Regions from separate parts of the Zea mays genome. Here region 2 is linked to region 1. A link is a contact called in public HiChIP or PLAC-seq data. All regions are on one chromosome and are shown on one strand. Each heading gives the region's core, a stretch centred on a gene start, on an enhancer-like site or on the middle of the called end of the contact. The rest is flanking DNA. Distances are from core to core; before and after follow the strand shown. Region 1 holds the start of LOC100278243. Region 2 holds the start of LOC100382075 (60S ribosomal protein L4-like).

The links. HiChIP or PLAC-seq counts read pairs in DNA pulled down with a chosen protein or histone mark.
Region 2: a contact with region 1 is called in an H3K4me3 HiChIP or PLAC-seq map of leaf, with 6 times the contacts expected there. The contact joins the promoter of LOC100382075 here to the promoter of LOC100278243 in region 1. A contact is called at or near these places in 1 of 25 Hi-C or Micro-C datasets (leaf) and 1 of 3 datasets of contacts at active chromatin or transcription factors (leaf).

The regions. Positions count from the first base shown.
Region 1 is chr7:10,080,226-10,083,922 of Zm-B73-REFERENCE-NAM-5.0, forward strand. It overlaps LOC100278243, which reads right to left and starts at 1,274. Exons shown (of 3, transcript NM_001151582.2): 1 at 1,216-1,274; 2 at 1,035-1,075.
Region 2 is chr7:10,448,267-10,451,820 of Zm-B73-REFERENCE-NAM-5.0, forward strand. It overlaps LOC100382075 (60S ribosomal protein L4-like), which reads left to right and starts at 2,061. Exons shown (of 2, transcript NM_001174838.1): 1 at 2,061-3,189. The coding sequence starts at 2,089.

The DNA of each region.
Region 1 (3,697 bases), core at 24-2,523:
AAAAAAATGAGAACTTGAGCCTTTTAGGTTGAGTGCTGAGCGGGTATCAAACAGTCATGTAGGAAAAAATATTAAAATAAATGAGCCTAAAAATAGGTGAATCAACTAAGAATTTCTACATAGTACAAGGAAATCAGGGCTTATATGTGAAGCAGGCTTGGGGGTAAAGATTCAATCCCCTGCATGTTATTAGATGTGACCAAATTATCTAAACAGGATAACTAAAACCACTTTAGCGAAATCGCCTCCTGCTCTGACGTCAATCTAAGAGGCTGAAGCAGGAGCAATTCCCCTGATGGGCCAGAAACAGAAGATAATCCATACAGGTTGGAAACTTTTGTTCTTGAAAAATTCAAACCACTTGCAACCTGTTAGACAGAACAGATGCCACACAACTTCAGCTAAAAGCATGCCTTAAATTCTAACCAATCAGAAGCACAATCAAGATTCCTGATAGCAAAAGAAGAACAGCACACGAGCTCAATCTGGAGTCGTGGATGGAAAAAATGAACATAAATCTAATCATGTATCACACTGGAAAGGCAAAACAGGAACTCAAATGGAAGAAGAAATAAAGAGAGAAATAAGTTGCTTGTTCGAATCTTGATAAAAAAATGTGTAGCAATTGACTAGAAGATTTGATTTAATCCTAATCCAACCAAACTGCAACGTGGAAAGAAACTCCAAGAAACTAACAAGAAACCGATATGACCTTAAGCAAACCAAATACTGGGGCTTGCAGATCCGTGAGCACTAAATAAATCACTTCAAGAAGTCTCTTTTTAACATAGATCTGGGGAAACAAAATCTGGATTGTCTAACTGAATTACTGAAAGGAGACAGACAGCAGCAGCTCAAATTGAATTCCGGACACAACTTACATACATGCAAACTTTGAAGTGAAGGAATCCACGAAATCTGATCTAAGCAGTTTCACCTGAAGCAAACCAACCCAAGTACCCAATCAACTCGCCTTGTCAATATAGGAACTCTCTCCCTCACCCCCACCCCACACAAAAAAAAACCCGACTTACTTCTGATGAACCGAGATTGAACTGTTCTTCTTCCGACCGATCTGAGATGAATTACATGGCCACAATCCGAAACGGCAGCCAAGAAACAAAGAGATAGAAATAATTATTTTCCCCAACTAAACTCCTAAAATAGAAATAGAAATTGGATGAGAAGAAATTTACAGCACCAAAGGCGACCAACCTTAGGGTAGCGAAAGACTAATCTGGCGGCTAGCAAGCAATCGAGGCGCCTAATTCCGGGCCAACCGTATGAGAAAATGGAGTGCTGGCTCGTTCTGTATATTGGCCGTTTCTTCCGGTTCTTGCTTTCCTGTTTCTTGCGTTTGTCATGGGAATTTCGTTTTTAATTTAGTTTTAAGGTCCTTTTTTTAAAGAAAATACATTTGATTAATCACCATATGTACCACAGAAAAAAGAGTAAAGTGTTTTAAAATTGTGTCATTTTGGTTCATAAACTCTTAAAATATGTCTTTTAAAAGCTCAATATCTGTTCAGGTTTCTATTACGTACTAACAAGTTGTTATGGTCCACATGGTTAGTCACTATGGTCTGTTAGACCCCATCCACTCTTATCTCTCCTTCGACGACGGATATGTAGGCCGCAACAATCCATTAAAACATAGTAGAGATTCAAACAAAGATTAAACTCTTAACAGACATACTTTAAAAGTTTATGAACCGGATTGACACAATCAGACAAGTTTAAAGATCGATAGTGAACTTTACTCATAGAAAAACCCAAATAATATGTTGGTATTTAAGTAAACCGACAGAAATTTTCTGTCGGTGCGAAACATCTAGGCCCCTAAATAGTATTTTGGTAACTAATGACACTTACATGTAGACTAACGAATTCTTGTAGAAAATAAGAATACATGTTGGGCCATTGAAAGTTGAACTACATTGAAAGTCTTGGAGACTTTGGCATTGATTGTGGAACAACTCAAGGCAAAGGTAACGTATATAGTTTTTACTTTTACCGATCAAAAAGGTGATTAGAGAAGTAAGTTGACTGGATTAGTAGGCTAGATAGCCATAATATTGAGATGGGTCAATGCTGTTTACTTGATAATAAACTTAATGCCTCATAGAGCATATAGATGTTGCATGCACGTGAGAACTAACAACACTTCTGAAATTGTGAAAAGAAAATCTTTTCAAAAGCTATTTGGAAAGTGGCTAAGTTGTCTGAAGGTCGGACCATCCGGACCAGGAGGTCAGACCGTCCGCGTGTCTTCAGACTGGTCCGAAGTTGTACAATAGCATGTGTTCTTAGGAGTGATCTGAAGTGTTTGTACTGCGGACCACCTGGGCTAGGCCAAGTGGCTGGACCCTTCGACGGTACTGATCAGGAAAGGTCCAATTTTTGCATAGTCCCTGAGTTGTTGTACGAACCATCTAGCCGAAGAGTGCAGACCATTTGCAGGTGTCCATATTGATTTGAGCAGAGACTATATATGTGATTCTAGTAGTTTGTATTGCAGACCGTCCGTGCTCATGCCATAGGTAGTACTAACTCATAGGTCGTGGACTGTCTAGTCATGCTCGGCGAATGGTCCGCCCGTATTAAAATCAGGTGGGTAGAGCTCATGGTATTCAAGTTCCCAGGTCACGGACTAGCTGGTCAGGGTCGACAGGCCACCTGTGTCTTGCTTTTCTGACAGCTATAACACACTTTTCAAACAAAAGTAGCTGTTAAAGTGAAGGGCGAACCATCTGGCCCTAGAGCACGGACTGTCCGCGAATGCGTAGAAAGTGGACAGTTTGCCCATAACGTCTAGTTGTGTTTGGAGGGCTATAAATAGAAGTGGTGTTCCTAGTTGTGTTTGGAGGGCTATAAATAGAAGTGGTGTTCGTGTGTGGTAGCTCTCTTGGCCATTCTTTGCACACATTAAGCACACTTGAATCTTCCAAACACTCTCACTCACAACTGTTGATTGGGATTGCATTCTAATGAGTGATTGAGTGATTCTATTGTGTTGCATCATCCGATTGATCTTGAGGCACTATGTGAATCATCAAGCGAGCGTCATCGGTTTATTACTCTCGGAGGTTACCACATCATAGATGGCTTGGTGGTGACTCCGTCGAGCTCTTCAAGAAGCTTGTGAAGAAGCCGCGGAGGAGATTGTGACAGGTGTGCGCTTGCCTCGTCAGAGCAACAAGCAACGATAGTGGAATCGAGGTTTGAATGATTCCTTGACCACTTGGCTCAAAGATCAAGCGGAGTCTTGATATATAGAGGAGCAAGTGAGTGCACTAAATTCCCCTCAACGTGGATCAAGGGTGATCGACAAATCACCGAAACCACGATAAAAATCCTGTGTCTCACTTGTTCATTGCTTGATTACTTGCTATCTCTTGTGATTAGTTGTATTATTGTTCATTCCTAAACTCATTGATCACTTGTTTTCCCTAGGTTGCAAACCTAGTTTAGCTCAACATAGGCTAGAGAATTTATTCCTCTTATTGTACCGATTAAATTTGTCTAGTGTCTTTGATTTTATTAAAACCGTATATTAACCCCATCTAGCCAATGTCCTAGATCCTACAATTGACTAACACGACCGATGGAAATTAACTAACTTTCATCGTTTACTCACATGGCTGATGAAAATTATTGTATAGGGTTGGCTAACACGTCTATCATATCAGCAGTCGAT
Region 2 (3,554 bases), core at 811-3,310, 370 kb after region 1:
TCCGGTTCCAAAGAACCTAGTCCCCGTTGAGGAGGTCACAAAGACCGGGCTATTTCAACCCTTTCCCTCTTTCAAACGGTCACTTAGACCGAGTGAGTCTTTTCCTTAATCTCTTGGGTCACTTAAACCCCACAAGGACCACCATACACTTAGGTGTCTCTTGCTTTGATTACAAGTCACTTGAGAAATAGAAGGGAAAAGAGAAAGGCCAATCCAAGCGACAAGAGCAACCAAACAAACACAGAACACCCTCTCTCAAGTCCCTAATGGAATTGAGTTGATTTGGTGGCTTGGAGAGGATTTGATGTATTGAATGTGTCTTGAAGTGGAGTCTTTTGCTCTTGTATTGAATGCAATGTTCAGAACACTTGGATTAATATGAATGAGGTGGTTGGGGGTATTTATAGCCCCGAACCACTTTCATAGCCGTTGGTGGAGGCTGCTGGCGATGGGAGCACCGGACAGTCCGGTGCGCCACCGGATAGCCACTGTGCACTGTCCGGTGCGCGCCACGTTAGCGCAACCGTTAGGGTTCGGAGCTGGTCGACCGTTGGAGCCTTTGTCGTCTGTCGCACCGGACAGACCAGTGCCCTCTGACTTTGCTGCTCTGACTTCTGACGTGGTACTGTTGCTCACTGTAGCTTTTGCAGAGTCGACCGTTGGCGCAAGGAGCCGTTGCTCCGCTGGCTCACCGGACAGTCCGGTGGCACACCAGACAGTCCGGTGAATTATAGCGGAGCGCGCCCTAGAATTCCCGAGAGTGGCTGGTTCGCAGTTGTACGGTCCTGGTGCACCGGACACTGTCTAGTGGCACACCGGACAGTCCGGTGCGCCATCGTTCAGCACACTCAAGGTTTTGCTCCAAATTTTGATTGATTCCCTAACTTGATTTCTTTATTGGTTTATGTTGAACCTTATGCATCTGTAATACATGAATTCTAGACAAACTTGTTAGTCCATGTGTTTGTGTTGGTCGTCAACCACCAAAATTAATAATAGGAAATGATTAACCCTATTTCTCTTTCAAGAAGCCTTAACCATTACACTAGATGCCTTTTCGCAATGTGAGGAAAATATAGAGGAAGAAAAACAATAATGTTCTTAGACTATCTCCAGTAGGGTGTGTAAAATAGAAAATGCGGAACTGTTTATGATATTGTTTGACACTGTTGCAGAGAGAAGTTTGAAATAGGGAATGAGATAGGGGATCTACTAAAGATAGTCTTAGGCTCTCTCCAACATTCCCCTATCAAATCACTCATTCATATTTAAATAAATCTCCCTATTTCTCTTCTCCAAACATTTCCCCTTTTACTCCACCTTATACCAACTATAGTACATAAAATACATATTTTAACTCTACTTAAAAATTTCTAAGAATTTAGACTACCTGCATCGCATCACTCTCCCCTTAAATTGTAGCGCGTGTACGTTCTAGCAGCCGAAGCGCTGCACACTGTAGTGCTACAGTAAAGGGAGTACATTAAGCGTGATGGAGCAAGGCCCCTTCTCTTGATTTATGTGTGTGTCCGTATTTAGCAATCAAATAAAAAGGTAATAAATGATGAATATGTATAGAAAATAATATTTTATGAAATTAGTGGGTTATATAGGAGAATATAGAGAGAATCGGTGTGGAAGATAAAAAAAAATAGGAGATGAAATGTTGGTGATATGACAAAAAAAAAATGATACACGGTAAAAATTTAGGTGGAAGGCGTGGGGATAGTTTCATAGGTCGTACACCAAACTCGAAGTGAGGGGGAGGTCTAGTTCAACGCCATATAAAGAGGAAAAAGGAAGCTCACGGGAGAAAGGGGAGATGAAGGGGGAAACATACACCGAATAAAGGGAGGGTGACTGTGAACCTTGGAGGTCGCCCCAACAGCGATCTCCAGGCCCAGCCCACCCGATTTTTCTCAAATCCCACCGCTTGTTCCAATCCAACGGACCAGATCGCTCCAACTAACCCCCACACACAAACCCTAGTCAGCTCCACCTATATAGCCTCTTCCCCTTTCGCCGCGCCTCCATTCGCACCACCGCCGCGCCGCCCAAACCCTAGCCGCCGCCGCCGCCGCCGCCGCCATGGTCGCCGTCAACCGCCCCCTCGTCTCCGTGAAGGCCCTAGAGGGCGACATGGTAACCGACGCCCCCGGCATCGCCTTACCGCCCGTCTTCGGGGCGCCGATCCGCCCCGACGTGGTCAGGTTCACCCACAAGCTGCTGTCCTGCAACAAGCGCCAGCCCTACGCAGTCTCCCGCCGCGCCGGCCACCAGACGTCGGCCGAGTCCTGGGGTACCGGCCGCGCCGTGTCTCGTATCCCCCGCGTCCCCGGCGGCGGCACCCACCGCGCCGGCCAGGGAGCGTTCGGCAACATGTGCCGCGGCGGGCGCATGTTCGCGCCCACCAAGATCTGGCGCAAGTGGCACCGCCGCGTCAACATCAACCTCCGCCGCGTCGCCGTCGCCTCCGCGCTCGCCGCCACCGCCGTCCCGGCCCTCGTCCAGGCGCGCGGCCACCGCATCGAGTCTGTCCCCGAGATGCCCCTTGTCATTTCCGACTCCGCGGAGTCCATTGAGAAGACCTCCCAGGCGCTCAAGATCCTCAAGCAGATCGGCGCCCACGCCGACGCCGAGAAGGCCAAGGACTCCGTCGGCATCCGCCCCGGCAAGGGTAAGATGCGCAACCGTCGCTACATCAACCGCAAGGGCCCGCTCATCGTCTACGGCACCGAGGGCTCCAAGGTCGTCAAGGCCTTCCGCAACCTTCCCGGTGTGGATGTTGCCAACGTCGAGCGCCTCAACCTACTAGACCTTGCCCCCGGTGGCCACCTTGGGCGCTTTGTGATCTGGACCCAGAGCGCGTTCAATAAGCTCGAGGAGGTGTATGGGAGCTATGACGCCCCGTCGCAGAAGAAGAAGGGCTTCGTGCTGCCGAGGCCTAAGATGTCCAACGCTGACCTGGGCAGGATCATCAACTCTGACGAGGTGCAGTCTGTGGTGAAGCCACTCAACAAGGAAGTGAAGCGCAGGGAGAAGAGGAAGAACCCACTCAAGAACATGGCTGCTGTGCTCAAACTCAACCCCTACCTCGGCACTGCCCGGAAGATGGCCACCCTTGCTGAGGCTGCTCGTGTGAAGGCCAGGAAGGCGAAGCTCGACTCCAAGAGGACCAAGCTTACCCCGGTATGACCATTTCCTGATCAATTTCAATTCTGTCGCGAGTACTGGATATGGTTACTTAGATAGGATCTGTTTAGTTCTGTAGTTTTGTGATATTTATTACATTTCCTGACTAGTTCCAAAGCGCACCGCACATGGATTAGTCCATCTGATATGATCTTGCAGTAGTGGTTCAAGAGGTGATCTAGTTTGCATTAGTTTGATGTGTACCTATAATTACTCTTTATTTTGCGTTGCACAATTGATTTATAATTTACTAGCTTAGTGTTTTTGTTGTCCTTGTCAAAGTTTTGTTAGACATACTATGTCCCTCTAGTTGGCTGGAGAAATGCTAGTAATATGATTGTCGATATTTTGATCCCTGGATC